Linked DNA regions of Mus musculus: regions 1, 3 and 4 are each linked to region 2. The links are chromatin contacts, called in public promoter capture Hi-C maps. All regions are on one chromosome and are shown on one strand. The core of a region is the stretch at or near the end of the contact, and the rest is flanking DNA. Distances in the headings are between cores, read along the strand shown.

What was found. Promoter capture Hi-C pulls out the DNA fragments that hold promoters and counts their contacts. Capture Hi-C pulls out chosen DNA fragments and counts their contacts.
Region 1: a promoter capture Hi-C map of liver shows a contact between it and region 2, with 2.0 times the contacts expected there. The contact joins the enhancer-like site here to the promoter of Hdhd5 in region 2. A contact is called at or near these places in 6 of 39 promoter capture datasets (the 3T3-L1 cell line, 3T3-L1-derived adipocytes, the C10 cell line and 2 more), 1 of 484 Hi-C or Micro-C datasets (cortical neurons), 1 of 115 datasets of contacts at active chromatin or transcription factors (the SCID.adh cell line) and 4 of 9 other capture datasets (adipose tissue, liver, macrophages and 1 more).
Region 3: a contact with region 2 is called in a promoter capture Hi-C map of liver, with 2.4 times the contacts expected there. The contact joins the enhancer-like site here to the promoter of Hdhd5 in region 2. A contact is called at or near these places in 5 of 39 promoter capture datasets (3T3-L1-derived adipocytes, the C10 cell line, liver and 1 more), 1 of 15 datasets of contacts at CTCF or cohesin (pro-B cells), 5 of 484 Hi-C or Micro-C datasets (centroblasts, centrocytes, liver and 2 more), 2 of 115 datasets of contacts at active chromatin or transcription factors (embryonic stem cells and trophoblast stem cells) and 2 of 9 other capture datasets (liver and pancreatic islet).
Region 4: a contact with region 2 is called in a promoter capture Hi-C map of adipose tissue. The contact joins the promoter of Il17ra here to the promoter of Hdhd5 in region 2. A contact is called at or near these places in 4 of 39 promoter capture datasets (the 3T3-L1 cell line, 3T3-L1-derived adipocytes and macrophages), 3 of 484 Hi-C or Micro-C datasets (CD4 T cells, embryonic stem cells and uterus), 6 of 115 datasets of contacts at active chromatin or transcription factors (CD8 T cells, effector CD8 T cells, embryonic stem cells and 1 more) and 2 of 9 other capture datasets (adipose tissue and liver).

The regions. Positions count from the first base shown.
Region 1 is chr6:120,436,624-120,440,522 of GRCm38.p6, reverse strand. Kdm5a (lysine (K)-specific demethylase 5A) reads right to left here. Exons shown (of 28, transcript NM_145997.2): 28 at 1-1,536. The coding sequence ends at 1,330. Among named protein-coding and RNA genes, the nearest start is that of Il17ra, 25 kb to the left of the region's middle. Within about 2 kb of position 2,177, at least 3 of the 459 cell types and tissues checked have an H3K27ac peak or open chromatin away from gene starts, as enhancers often do. A contact at or near this core is called in liver, where this site is marked.
Region 2 is chr6:120,528,864-120,532,574 of GRCm38.p6, reverse strand. It overlaps Hdhd5 (haloacid dehalogenase like hydrolase domain containing 5), which reads left to right and starts at 1,276. Exons shown (of 8, transcript NM_144815.2): 1 at 1,276-1,408. The coding sequence starts at 1,283.
Region 3 is chr6:120,623,046-120,626,897 of GRCm38.p6, reverse strand. No RefSeq gene overlaps it. Among named protein-coding and RNA genes, the nearest start is that of Cecr2, 41 kb to the left of the region's middle. Within about 2 kb of position 1,682, at least 9 of the 459 cell types and tissues checked have an H3K27ac peak or open chromatin away from gene starts, as enhancers often do. A contact at or near this core is called in liver and pro-B cells, where this site is marked.
Region 4 is chr6:120,460,891-120,464,760 of GRCm38.p6, reverse strand. It overlaps Il17ra (interleukin 17 receptor A), which reads right to left and starts at 1,564. Exons shown (of 13, transcript NM_008359.2): 1 at 1,295-1,564. The coding sequence starts at 1,432.

The DNA of each region.
Region 1 (3,899 bases), core at 928-3,427, 93 kb after region 2:
AGGAAGTGCTAACTCCTTGTACTACAAGGAAGGAATGGGATTTCTTTATCAAAAAGCAGAAAGAAAATGCAAGCTTCCAAATGGATTTCTGATGCTCAAACTCTATCATACGCTGCTGGTAACAGTAAATATATATATATATATCTATATTCATATATGTATATCAAAAAAGGAAAAATAATCTATAGAACAGTCAGTAGTCAGAGACATTTAGAAAAAAGTAAAAACAAGTCTTTCTTTTTAAAAATGGGTTTACTAGAACAGCTTCACACCCAGAGGACCTACAGCCCCACATCCTCTGATGAAGCCATGGTGTTATTCACAAATATCTGCTGAGGCCATGTTGGAAACTACAGGCATTGGGGTTAGGGCTGCAAGGCAAAAGCTGTTATCTGCCAGTCTTGCTCATGGCCATGCGTGAAGCATGGTGGAGTCTGGAATACTTGTGAATGAGGGTTTCCCAGATAAGCATGCATCACCGAGGCTCAGTAAAACATTCTCATTAGTCATCCCTACTCCCTCCAGAAACCTGGATCTGTGTACCTACCTTTCTTTTCTAAAACACAGACCCAGATGGACTTCTCAAACCAATGGCCTACTTGCCTTGAAGTAAGAAAAAACCAAACCAAACCAAACAAACAAACAAAAAAAAAACCCCTTCTTCCCAGAATCCAGTCTAATCAGATATTCTAACCTGCTTGACATCCTCCTGAGGAAAGTGAGGGGATCTTTTGGAGGATTTTCTTATTGGTCTAAATAAACACAAGCAGCTGAGGTCATAGACTGCACTGCCACTCCAAGACTTCTAGAAGGGATAACTTTGGCCTGCTTCTCTTAACTGGATCAGTAGGGCATAAATGTCAGTAATTACAAAGTTGTGCTCTGACTCCTGTCCAATTATCCTAACTAAGGATATTTAAACGGTCAGGGCCTTCCAATGGCACCACCTGTAGGTTGTAACCGTCTACAACAAGTATCAGTTGGTCGAAAGCCACTTCTTATATGCCCCACTAAGCACATCAATGTATTAATGCCAAACAGCCTCCTGAGAGTTCCATTAGAACCTGACCTTAATTCAGCAAACCACACTCAACGAATCAAGAGTTGAAATACTTGGCTGCTGCACCAAAGAAGACATCCTCTGCACAGATGATAAGAGAATGGAGCCCACACAATCCATGCAGAGAGGAAGCCAGCACTAAGAGGACTTTTTCTGAAGTCCATTCATCTTTGGAAACAACATTCTGAGTGGTCGGAACCACTCTGCTTGATGAGTAAGGTCTCAATGTGGTCCACTTCCCCCCATGTTGCAAGCTAACCAGACATCTGCTAACTGGTCTCTTTAAGATCCTCCATTGGTAGTTTGTAGCTCATTAGGAAGGGAGGAGGTGGTGCTTGGCCTGGGCTATCTGGCCCCTGCTTCTTTGCACAGTTTATACAGATGTAATCTTCATTTTCAGCCATTTCTGCGGATACACCAACACAAACTTGATGAAACCACTCATCACAGCCACCATCACACTGTACCCAGTCTACCTGTAGGAGATAAAGATTGGGAGATGTTTAGCATCATAACAGTAAGGCCAGAATAAAAGCAAACCAGAGAACTTTCTTGGAATTAGAAGAGCAAACAACTGGGATATCCAGAGATAGATATGACTTCTTATGGGGTTATTTTTCAAAGAAAGAAGCTGAGAAGTTAATACCCCCAAATTATATTTTACCATAGTGTGTCCACAAAATTAGGCCTCTTAGGTACTCCATTCCCTCATGAATACCTGGGGTTCCTTGTGAGGCAGAAACATGATTGGGGAATACTTAACAAAAAAGAAATTTCTAATAGAGCAGCCAAGTAGTTTTAGCTAATATTAACAATTTCTAGGCTCTAAAATAATGCAATTAACAATCAAGAAAGGAAGAGGACAACAATGTGAGGCAATCCTGTGGATTAGCTTTATTTCAAAGAGATAAGCCAAAGTACTAAGAGCATTAAATACCTTTTTAGAAAAGCAGTCACATAGGCCACTTTTAAAACTACTATTTTTTATTCTTCTCTTCTTCCGTTACAAATACAACTCCCTATAAAAAGTTAGCAAATATCAGAGGTCAAATCTTACAAGTTAACCAATTACAACAGTCAAAGACACAGGTCAATAGATTAACTCTGGGGTTTAAAATTAGTCTGAGAAAGTGACAGGTGTCAGCGGCAGATGCCAGGCAAACACTGATCCTTCAGACCCTACAGTGACTAGGAGGGGCACAAAAGGGCTTTAGTTTGGTGACTTAAAACCTTGGCGCTAATAGTAAAGTAGGAAAGTAGTGCAACTTCAGGCTTTTCTGTTCAGAAGGCAACCTTATACTTAATGTCCTATCAGACAAGATCTATCATTACAATAGGGCTACGGGCATCCCCCTTCACAATACAAAGGCTGGTTACTGTGGTGGCAATACAGGAAGGCACTTAAAATCATAAGTTTTATTAGACCTTGGAGCAAAGAATTATGAAGGGATCAAAGAAGTCCCTTAACACAGCCAGAGGACAAAGGAGGCCTTGGCTAGGTAAATACGTTTTATTTAGGGAAAGTGAGTGGTTTTAAAATGCTTCCATAGCTTGTAAAACAAGTCATGTCAGTAAGTTTTGGGTTTATAATAAAGGATGGAAAAATTATAAAATATTGCGATTTGGCTTTTATTATCTTTTATCATTTCTGTTCTAAGCATTCTTAAATATTTGTATTGTTCTTAAATATCTGTTCATTTCCCCTCCTGTAATTAAATTCTTTAGGTGTTCCCTCCTAAGCATACAGTCTTACTATGTAGCCTAGGTTAGCCTCATCTTCATCTTTCAGTACAGCACTCTGCCAGGCTCAGACTTGAGATCCTCTTGTCTCAGCCTCCAGAGTGTTGGGATCACTGTGGCAAAATTTTAAGTTTATTAAGCAAAGGAAAGTACATATTCCAAGAACTAAGTGTGGACTTTAAGACATTCTAGATGATTCCTATGTATTTCAGACCACTGCTGTCTGTGATATTGCTTCCTGTAAATTCAGAGCAACTTAATTATTCCCAACTAAACTCAATTCCATGTTTTGCCTCAGAAGAAAGCAAAAGTATAGTTATGAAACTGATAACAGCCAGGCAGTAGTTAGTAGTGCTCACCTTTAGTCTCAGCACTCAGGAGGCAGAGGCAGGCAGATCTCTGAGTTCAAGGCCAGCCTGGTCTACAGGGTGAGTTCCAGGACACCCAGGGCTATATAGGAAAACCCTGTCTCAAACAAAATAGAACATCCCCCATCCCGCTCAAAGAAATAAAGAAAAGATCCTGCTGTAACCAGAGAAAAACTAGGATGTAACAGGCTGTAGAATAAAGGAAAGTCAGCACTTATAAATGCCAACTATTGCAAGGGAGCTGAAGAGGAGTGTTTTGGGTATTTGGAGTCTGTAAGCGAATTAGAAAAATGACCAGCTTTGTATGGGATTTGAAATCCTATGCTGTTTTATAATGACAGCCTATTAAATGAATCAAGTCTTCATTTATACTAGTCAATAGTAAAAAAAATGTTACCAGGAGAATGACAGCGGTTAAGAGCACTGACTACTCTTCTGAAGGTTCTTAGTTCGAATCCCAGCAACCACATGGTAGCTCACAACCATCTGTAATGAGATCTGATGCCCTCTTCTGGTGTGTCTGAAGACAGCTACAGTGTACTTACATATAATAAATAAATCTTAAAAAAAAAAGTTACTAAGTCAGATGTATCTGCTACCTACCAAAAAGAAAATTCTATGGTTTTTAAATCTATTTTTTTCAATGTATACACTGGTTTCAAGTTTCTAAAAACTAAAACTATTATTTTCTTTCAAATAAGAAAGGCGGTATTAGCCGGGCAGTAGTGGCG
Region 2 (3,711 bases), core at 27-2,526:
GAACAAGTGTGGGTACATTTAAAACCCTCAGGCTGCTAAATTGGTTTCTTTATATCATCATCATCATCATCATCTAGATAATGTCTTGGGGTGATCCTTCTGCAAGCCTCTGGAGCGCTAGGATAATAGGTATGAGCCACCACCTCACCTATTCCTAAATTAGTTTCTTATTTGAAAAGCGGGAAGAGGTTAAAACAAAACAAAACAAAACAAAACAAAAACCAAACCTGGACAGGGTATCCCCTGACTGGGCTTAGGTGCTGTGTGCTATGGTGGGTTTGACTAACGGCAATACATCTTCCAATTTTTCATCAACAGCAGTTACTCTGATTTATGATCTTAGTCCTCAAAGCTGAGAAGCAATGGACACAACGGAAGTGAGTTAGCGCGGAGTCCTTGTGCATTCCTGACCCTCCAACCCATTCTCTTCGACTCACTACTTTTTTTGGCATGATTATATCCAGGAACAGGTCAAAGACTAAGGAAGAGAGCATCTCACACCTTTCAAACAAAGCGAAGAGAGAGTTCTTTCTGCAGCAGGCTCCTATGTCAGGATGACCAGACTGACTTCCACTGTCCTTGCTCACTGACCTAAGCGTATTCTCTCCTCAGAGTGCTTAGCTGTACACATTACATGTTTGTTGAATCCATTATCTGACTTCTCGGGACAGTGCTCTTTTTTTTTTTTTTTACCTTGTTTCGTACACTGATCCCAGCCTCCCTACCAAGTGTGAATCAAGGAGATCTTTCCTTCCCGGATTTTGGGTCAGAGCCCGCAGGAAGTAGGACTGCCGCGCATGTTTACTGAGTAAAAGATTTTAAAGAGTAAGAAGCAGCACGCCATTCAACATTCTTTGGATGAGGCTCAGAGGATTTAGGTCTCAAAACAATGGTCTTCTTCCCCAATTCAAGGTTAGGCTGCCTTGTTCCACACGGTCACCCCAGCTCCAAAAAGTGCCGAGGAACACGCTCCCGGAAGTCAGCAGGTGCACTGATTGGTCAGGTGTCTGTCCTCCCAGCACGGGTGGCCGCGAGTCGATACTCGCTGACCCCAAGTCTCCTCTCGGGGAAGCGAGGGACCCAGAGCCTCGCCATTCAGTGTCAGGAACGCGCTCTCCGCTCCGAACTCGCAACCCGAGCCCGAGCTCCACGGTCGGACTACAACCCCCGAGAGGCCCTGCGCGGGCGGCCGCTGATTGGTTGCTCGGCTGTGCGTGGGAAGGGGGCACCGGGCTCGAGAGTGGGAGAGACACACAGTCTGCGCGTGCGCGCGACGGGCGCGATGGCTGCGCTCGCCGGGTTAGGGGTTCTCGGCGCCGGGCGCCATCTGTGGAAACTGCCTGTGCGCCTGTCTGCGGGGCTCCAGGGCTGCGGGCCCCGGAGGGGCTACATCGCGGGCAGCGCTGAGGTGAGGACGCATGGGGTCTGCACTCGCAGGGCCTGCGGGCGGGAGGGCCGTGCGGGCCACTGAGCATCCTGGCCTGGGGCCGCCCTCCCGGAGACCGTGGAGCCGCGGAACCCTTCGTCCTTCCCGAAGCGGTGTCCGGGTGCGCACCTTCCACCCGCTGGAAGAGTCCTTGTCCGGAGAAAAACCAACCCCAGGTCAGCCTCGGGTGGGTTCGCAGCTCCTTCCCGCGCGTCAGGAATGTGCCTCAGCAGTTAATTCGTTTCCACTTCTGCTCGAAGTAAGGGTTCGCGGATTCTTATTTCTAAAAAGGTAACTGTTTGAATATGGCCAGTAAACTGTACGGCTCAGGTGTGCAGCCATCAAGGCAAAGGAACTGTTATCATCATCATCATCATCATCATCATCATCATCATCATCATGTGTTGTGTGTATGTGAGACAGAGGGAGAGGGAGAGAGAAAGGAGTAGTAGGCAGGTTAGAGAACAACTTTGGGGTTCTCACCTTCCAGTGTGTGTTATGTGGAACTCATCTTCAGCCTTGTTCAACAAACTTTTAACAGCTTAGCCTTCTTGCTGGGCTTTGATTTTTTTTTTTTTTAATGTGAGTTTCCAAAAATTATGAGAGAGTATGAATTCCATATTTTTATTTTTCAAACAACTAATCACTTCGTTTTGGCGCACCTGCTTCTCTCTCCCGCTTTATGGCTGTAATACTTTAAATCCTGGAGTTTTTATTATTTAAACCCTAAACTGTGTGGGAAGCTTTAAAAGAGGCGTTTTACACTGAACCACAGTGCTATTACCATGCCTAACACACTTCTCTCGACTTATTTTGAAATTATAAGTGAATAGATTTGTTGTGTGTTTGTGTGAGAAGCCACAATACGTTCCCTAACTGACCTGTAGACCAGGCTAGCCAAAAGTCCTTGCTGACCCATCCACCTGCCTCTGCTTCCTAGGTGCTGGTTTTCAGGCATGTGCCACTAGGCCCGCTTTCAGGGATCCAGAGCAGTGTTGCTTGGATTCACAATGGGACAGAAATGAAATTGAACTGCTATCTCAAGGGAAGTGCGTCCCAGCTATCCTTGGGGTCACACAACAGCCATTACTGAACCCCTAGAGGGGTCTAAGCATGGTGTTTATAGAGAAATCCTACCCTCTTAGCTTTTCAGACCTGTATGCTGATTCTCTGTGGGAAGAGTAAGATGAGAAAATCAGACCAAAACTCTGAAAAAAAAAGTAAGGGCTTCTATGGGCCCTCTGAAATTTACCCATGAGTCCTAGGAATTTTTTGAGTTTTTGAGGGAAGGGCTGCAGGAATCCTGAGAGAGCACTGAGTATGAATGAGATATGCCGATTAGAGGAAATAGACTGATTACAAGGGGTGGACCTGAACTCGCCAGAAGCTGAAGCAGGGGATGTGAGCGGTGTGGCCAGATGGAGACCTCAGCCCCTCCCAGAATCCTCACTTAATTCCAGAACAGCCCAAGGAGTGATGAAAAGGGCCCCAGCTTGGCTGCTAGCTCAGTTTGAATTGGAATTCTGGACCCAGCGCTTGTAAAAGCAGCAGAGAAAGAAGCCTTTGACTCATTACTCTCTCAGGAGTTGGTTCTTTGATGGGGGGAAGGAGCTGAGAAAAGAACCCAGGCATCATACAAGTTAGGTAAATAACTGGTCACTTCTTTGTAGCTGATTTTTTTGGTGGGGAGGGATACAGTTTTGCTAGATAACAGGACATTTGGAGAGAGATCCCTCCTCAAAGTTTGGTAGAATAAAGAAAGATACATTTGTTCTGCGCTTGGCCTGGAGCCCAGTGTACTCTCCTGAGCTGAGGTGCAGTGGGATCAGCCTTGGAGACTTTTGACTCTGTATTTCCTGTAAGCGTGAGAGACTTGCTAAGTGTCGCTGGCTGCTATTTCCTGGTGGTTAGAAGCGACAGGTGGTTTTTTTTTTTTTTTTTTTTTTTTTGTTTTGTTTTGTTTTCAAGACAGGGTTTCTCTGTATGGCCCTGGCTGTCTTGGAACTCACTTTGTAGACCAGGCTGGCCTTAAACTCAGAAATCCGCCTGCCTCTGCCTCCCAAGTGCTGGGACTAAAGGTGTGCACCACCGCCGCCCAGCTAGAAGTGACAGCCATACTGATTTGAGTTGGTATCTCCTTTTTTCCAGTTTTCCTGCCCACCTTCAACTTGGCCCATGGGCTAAGCCTGGGAGACTGTGTATAAGGGGAGTGGGAAGAGGCCACTCCCCTGCAGCTCTTACCTGCTTAGTGGAAGGAAAATGGAGCCTTTACTTAGTCAGTCTCC
Region 3 (3,852 bases), core at 433-2,932, 94 kb before region 2:
CCATGTAAATCGGGTCATGGCCACACAGGCCTGTAACCCCAGCAGTGGGGGGCAGAGACAGAACTCAGGAAGAAGCTGACTAGCAAACCTACCAAAATAGCAACCTCCGGGTTCAGTGGGAGACCCTGTCTCAGGGCATAACGCAGAGAAAGATAGAGGACCTTTGAGTTCTGCTTCTGGGCAGAAGCACATGCACTCATAGGAACACACACTGGAACACACACCGGAACACACACACACACCGGAACACACACCGGAACACACACCGGAACACACACCGGAACACGCACACACACACACACATCCCAATTTTTTTTTTTTTTTTTTTTTTGAGACAGGGTTTCTCTGTGTAGCCCTGGCTGTCCTGGAACTCACTCTGTAGACCAAGCTGGCCTCGAACTCAGAAATCTACCTGCCTCTGCCTCCCAAGTGCTGGGATTAAAGGCGTGTGCCACCACGCCTGGCCACACCAAATATTTTTAAAGGAGGAAGAACTACAGAAAGAGTTGTCATCTTCCTAGTTTTAGAGGAACTGCAGAAAATTCATCCCCATTCCAAAGACTGTGGCCCCAGATTTCTAAGCCTTTTGCAATTCCAGTATGCAGAGAGGCTGACCATTCCCAACCTGCTAGTAGATACGTAATTACTGTCTACCAGGGTGCTCTCCTGTGAGCCTACTAGCAAAATACCTGACCAGCAACATATTATACACGGAGAGATTAAGCCCAGCTGAGAAAGCCTTCTTAGAGTGGGCATGAGCATGGGAGGAGGGGAAAGGTGAGGGTCAGGCAGCAAGATGGCAGCTGGAAACTGTGAATACCGCCCCCGCCCCGTACCCACTGAGCGCTCCTAGTTTTTACCACCCCATCCCCAGGTACCTGGCACACTGTTTTACAATTAGCCTCTCATTCTTATACTAATTTTAAAAAATAATTTCATGTTTATTTCTTTAGGTACCTAAGTGCTTTCCTGACACATATGCATGGGTACCACCTGTGTGCAACTGGATTTATAAACAGCTGGGAACTGATGTGTTGGTCCTGAGAATTAAACCTAGGTTCTCTGCAAGAACACACTCTCTTAACTGCCAAAACTTCTCTCCTGTCCTATACATGATTTTTTTAAAACAAGTTGTATTTATTCTTATTTTATGTGTATGCACGGTACTTTACTTGTATGTATTTCTGTGCACCATGTGGATACAGTACCTGCAGCAGCAGGAAGAGATTGGACACCCTGGAATGGGAGTTACAGATGGTTGTGAGCCACCATGTGGGTGCTGGGAATCGAACTTGCGTCCTCAGAAACAACAGTCAGTGCTCTTCATTCTCTCATCTTTGTAACTTTAAATCAAGCTAGGTAAAATTAATTTTGCAATTTCAAGTTTGAAGAACAACAACAAAAAAAAAAACATCAAAGGAACACATGCTTATGCGTGAATCCCACACTAGCTGTCTCTGGGTGCCTTCACTGAGTAACCGGCCGTCCTGGGAGGGGTTTGCTCCTGCTAACCATGAGGATACAAGTCCAGGAAGAGAAGAGACAAGCAGGAGCAGGGCCGGGACAGGAAGACAGGACGGTCTGGCTCAGGGCCCAGGGTTCTTATCTCCTTTTAGTCTTATCTGCACAAATCCAAATCTGACCCCACGGGTTCGTTCTGCTTGATTGAGTACAAAATGTTTTAAAAGCAACCCCAGGAATTTACAGCTGGGAGTCACAGCATAGTAGCAGGGAAACAAGTCAGGCCTCCTGAGGCCCAAGCCGCCAAAGCTTTCTTTCCTGAATATTGATTCTTATTTTATGTGTATGAGTGTTTTGCTTGCATGCATAATGTGTACTATGTCAGTGCCTGCTGCCCATGCAGTCTGGAAGAGGGTCCTAGATTCTCTGTAAGTAAAGTTATAGTCAGTTGTGAGACATCATGTGGGTCGTAAGAACTAAACTTGGGAGAGCACTATTCTCTCTCTCTCTCTCTCTCTCTCTCTCTCTCTCTCTCTCTCTCTCTCTCCCTTTCTTTCTTCCAGATGTCTCTACATAGCTCTGATTGCTTGGAACTCGATCTGTAGGCCAGGCTGTCCTTGAACTCACAGAGATCTGTTGTTGCCTCTGCCTCTGGAGTGCTGGGACCTAAGGCTTATACTACCAGAAACAACCTAGCAAGTGTTATTTTTGATGGATGGGGTGCGAGAATAGATGGTTTTGAGACAGGGTTTCTTTGAATAGACCTGGTAGAATAAGTTGGCCTCAAACTCAAGAGATCTGCCTCTAGCAAATGTTCTTAATTGTTGAGCCATCTTTCCATCCTCTTGACACATCTTTAAAATTGAGGTTTTTTTCTTTACGATTAAAACTTGGGGGGTTGGGCTGGAGAAATGGCTCAGTGGTTAAGAGCACTGACTGCTCTTCCGAAGGTCCTGAGTTGGAATTCCAGCAACCACATGGTGGCTAACAACCATCTGTAATGAGATCAGATGTGTTTCTGGTGTGTCTGAAAACAGCTACAATGTACTTACATATAATAAATAAATAAATCTTTTAAAAAATTAAAATGAAAATTAAACTATGGTTGAAGTCAAGCAACAAGGTTTTAATCCCAGTACTCTGGAGGCTGAAAGGGAGGTTGATCTCTGTGAGTTCAAGGCCAGTCAGGGCTACATAGAGAAATCCTGTCTCAAAGATAAAAGCAATACTATGGCGGAGGAAGTGGCTCAGTTGATAGACTGATGGCTTCGCAGGTGTCTTAGTTAGGGTTTTACTGCTGTGAACAGACACCATGACCAAGGCAACTCTCATAAGAACAACATTTAAGGGCCAGGCAGTGGTGGCCCACACCTTTAATTCTAGCAGTTGGGAGGCAGAGGCAGGTGGATTTCTCAGTTCTAGGCCAGCCGGTCTATAGAGTGGGTTCCAGGACAGCCAGGACTACACAGAGGAAAAATAAAAAACAAACCCTATCTTGAAAAAAACCAAAAACCAAACCAAAACAAAACACCCAACATTTCATTGGGGCTGGCTTACAGATACAGTGGTTCAGTCCATTATCATCAAGGCAGGAACATGGCAGCATCCAGGCAGGTATGTGTGGTTGCAGTAGGAGATGAGAGTTCTACATCTTCATCTGAAGGCTGCTAGCAGAATACTTGCTTCCAGGCAGCTAGCTAGGTTGAAGGTATTGAAGCCCATCCCCATTCTGATACTTTCACCCCAGCAAGGCCATACATTTTTTTTTTCAGACAGGGTTTCTCTGTGTAGCCCTGGCTGTCCTGGAACTCACTCTGTAGCCCAGGCTGGCCTCGAACTCAGAAATTCTCCTGCCTCTGCCTCGGGAGTGCTGGGATCAAAGGCTTGTGCCACCACGCCCGGCTTAAGGCCATACATCTTAATAGTGCCACTCCCTGGGCTGAGCACAGTCAAACCATCCCAGCAGGTCTGGGGTCTAATCCTGTAGGGATCACACCACAGGCAGTGATGGCACAAACTTTGATCCCAGAACTTTGGAAGTAGAAGCAAGAGAATCCGAAGTTCAAGGTTATCCTCGGGTACAAGGCAAGTTGGTGTCTAGCCTGGCCTATGTAAGACCCTGTCCAAAATAAAACACAGCTGAGATTTGCAGCAGGTACCTACAACTCCAGCACTCAGGAGGCAGGAGTGGGAGGATCTTTGCAAATGTGAGAGCAGCCTAGTTGATGTGGCATGTTCTAAGCCAGGCAGGGCTGCATAGAGAGCCACTGTCTCAATACCAGCAGCAGCAACAAGAAAACATTTAGACAACTAGCCAGGCATGGTGTGGCCATGACAGCATCTTCCTGTAATCACAGCCATTGGAAAGCTGAGGCAAGATAACTGGTGAGA
Region 4 (3,870 bases), core at 315-2,814, 68 kb after region 2:
AGCACTCTTGCAAGACGTTCCTACATCCAAGACAACTTCATCCTGGACACTGCAGTCCCAGGAATCATCTTTCTCTACTTTCAGTTTACTTGTATCGTGAGGCCCTTGGCAAAGGACTAGCCAGACACAAACAGCAATCCTCTATGTTTTGACACTTTGGCCCTGTCTGAAGATGTCACTCTGACTTTCCCAGTACGGGGAGCACTATGACATTTCCCAGCAGCCCTCAGACTTTTTTAAAAAACACAGTTTTTCCAGTAAAAATAGTCACCCTCTCCCCACCCTCTTTTGGTAAATCTACAAAATTAGATAAGAACTATCCTTTTGTTTCATATCCTCCGACTCAGCGACTGGACACAGTTCCTGGGGTCAGCTGTGGAAGTGGAGGGGAAGGGGCTGGAAAAACCAGTGGAGGAAGAGAAGGCTTGAAGGGAGACAGGGAGGAAAGTTTATGCGTGGAACAGACACTAGGTTTTGCACAGGTTCGCTGTTTTTTTGTTATGCTTTGTTTTGACAGTAAGTAAGGTTCAACCGCCAGGGGTGTGTCAGTTTCCTAAGAGCGCAGCGGGGCGTGGGGGTGGGGTGGTCCTCCCTGGCAGTAACAAACTGGCAGACTTCCACACATGTTAACTCAATTTTGGCAGGCTCGGTTCTGGGACACACGTGGTGGTGAAAAAAAGATGGGATGGACGGCATCTTTCAACCCACATCCTGTTTGATTCCCCTGGGCACTGGGCTCGCCCGCACTACCCAACCTGTGGGGACCCCCGAGGCCAGGCTGGGGCACCTGAGCATGGGAGAGCTGGAGGATTGACTGCTCAGGAAGCAAGGAGTTAGGGGCCAGTCCAGATTATTTCAGCTCCTGCCAAGGTTAGGTCCATGTCCATCCCGAGCTGCCAGCCTCTGGTGCCTCCATCTTCCAATTCCGAGGCCCAGACGGAATTGTCACCCCGCCTCGCGCTACCAGTGACTCCGCCGCCCGCGTAGTTTCCCTAGAACTCCCCCTCACCGCGACTCCACTCCCGGAGTCGCTGCCAGCGCGCCTCCACGCTGCGCCCATGCCCGGGACCGTCCTCCGAGCCCCTAGGGCGGACTTTCAGCCTCCCCGGGCCCGCCAGAGCCTGGGCCGTCCGCCCCTTCGCACTCGCGACGGCTCTCAGCACCTTTGACAGCCCTCCGCACTCCCGACGGCCCTCCCGACGCCCGCCCCTCTGACACCTCTTCACCACCCTCCGCCGTCCTCTCCACCACCCCCGACGGCCCGGGCATCCCCGCTCCGCCCGGCTTCTCTCACCTCCTGCGCGCAGACCGGAGCCGGGAAGTCGAGGAGGCGCGGGGAGGCGCGGCCCGGGGCCAGAACGTTCAGCAGCAGAAGCAGCCATCCCAGCGCGGGCCCGGGGACGACCCGTGGCCAGCAGCGCCGAATCGCCATAGCCCTCGGCCCGGTCGCGGAGCGCTCGCAGCTGGCTCCGCGCGACAGCGAGGGCCCGCGATGGCTTTCCCGGCCGAGGACTGGCGCTCGTCGGCTTCACACGGCCTCCTCTGTCCCGCTTCCGGCTCCCCCGAGGGCGGGCCGCTCGGGGCGGGGCTTGGGTGGGGGCTGTCCTTCCTCTGGCCCCGCCTCCGCCTTGGCCCAGGTGTGCTCCTGGCCTCTTTGGCTCTCCTTGGATGTTGCTCAGCTAAGTAAGATAGGAGCCCAGGAACCCGTTTTAAGGAGCCGAGCCCCGCTGTCAACTTGCTGTGGAGCTATGACTGTCCTCGCCATCGTACCCTCCCGGTTTACACTGATCTGTTTCATCATTTTAGTCTAATTTCCGACTCGGGACTCCAAGGAGTTTGTTTGCTCAATCTCCCTTTCAGTTTTTATGGAGAAACAAGCCCATCGCATCGTCGTAATGCTTATTTCTCGTTTTTGTTTTTTTTGTTTTTTCTACAAAGTTCTAGTTTTTGATGGCCAGATCATGTAGCTTAAGTCTCATATAGCAAGTCCATGAAACTATATTTTTTCCCTTTCAGCGTTGAATCATACATTTGCACACTCAAAAACAAAACAAAACAAAACAAAACAAAAACCCAACAAAACAAAACAAAACCCTGGACAGTGAATTAGTCACCTCATGGCTGGACTAAAGCAAACACGGCATTCTGTAACAGAGATGTGTGTGTGTGGGGGGGGGGGGGTAGCATTGCTAAGTATGAAGGGTTAAAAGTGGATCAGAGGAGGGAAACGGAGACAGCCTGTGTAGACAGCCAGCTCTTTCAAGGAGCCTCACTGTGGCCTCGCCGAGTGCAGTTTGGCTGGGTAAGGTACACAGCATAGGAAGGTTTGAGGCCAGGCTGAGGGCAGAGGCGTGGAAGGATGGGGGACTGAGCAGTACAACGGACAGAGTCTCTGACAAGGCCTGGGGATGCCCTCTAGAACCCCCTGGAGAGAAAAAAAAAATTCAAAGAAGCCACTAGGAATTCAAATTTCTCCAAGACTAACACTTCTTGTAATGAAAATATGTGCTCATGGTTGCACCGCTGCTAAAAACTGCATTCTGGGTATCAACCGCAACATCTAAGAATGTGAGGCCACGATCTGACCACCTGGAGTAAGGCACAGGACCCCTTAACGTTGGGAATAAAACCAAGCGCGACTCTCACTGGATGCGCTTATGCGCTCAGTAAGACACGGCTGTACACCGTTTTGCAGAAGGAAACTTTTGTCTTACTGAAACCCTTTGGCTATTTTCTCAGACCCAACAAGGGGCTCTCTCTTTATTACCAAGGTTCTTGGGAGCTGATTCCCATCTCGGGAGGTGTAGTCGCCAGCGGCCACGGAGAACTGGGTTCCCGAAAGGAAAGCTGGGGTTGGATAGGAATGATGACTAGAGAAGAATGAGACCAAGACAAAGATTCTGATCAAGGCCCAATGTTTAATCCTTGAAATTTAAAGGGGGGGCCCCATCCCCCACTATGCCAGGATCTCGTGGGAAGCTGCAGAAGTGGCAGGACAATAGACTTTACCTAGGTCAGAAGACTCCACCCTAGGTGGGCTAGCCTACTGCAGCAAAACAAGGTCTAATTCAGCCCGCCCAAGGCTGTGGAGGGAGGGCACAGGGAGGTACACCCTGTTGTCTTGTGGGCTTGGATGAGGACCCACACTCTAATTTCTAGACTGACAGAAACCCCAAACCAGAAGTAAACCAGGACCGCAAAGCTCAAGTTAGCACCACGGCATGAAGCACCACGCGAAGCCCGGCAGGAGAACCGCACTATAGAACACTGCCTGCTTTGGTGGCTGCGACATCCCTGAGGTTGTGTGAGACAGGCTGGAAGCATGTGCAGACTCTCATCTGAGGTTCCTGTCTCCCAAGAGGGACCAGAGACAGGGGGAGTGATTTGGGCAGGCGCAGGAAACCTCCATGTAGCCCTAAGGAGCCCGCTCTGGAGGATCCCTTCATGTGGCATAAGGTGGTCAGCACAGACTCACTTCGGGAGTGACCTCGGCAGGAATTTTACACGGACCCCCACCAGCAGCCACGAAGGACCTCGGTGACGCTCTCTGGGATTTTCACAAAGGAAAGGGGAGGATGAAGCCTCTGATCCGGACATCACAGCGGCAAGCTAGGGATGGAAAGGCAGGTTTCTTTTTTTTTTTTTTTTTTTTAAACACTCTGAGAATAAGCTTTATTAACTACTTTTCCAGGAAACAGATTCAGTAAATACAGCACTTTAGGAACATACTTGTGCTGTTACACAAGTCTGTTAAGTTTTTATGTACTCTTCAATGATGCTGATCAGGAAAACCTCTCATTGGTGGAATTACTTCTCCGGTCTCCAGAATTGTATCACCTGGAAATATCCTGGGTTTCGAGCTAATAATGG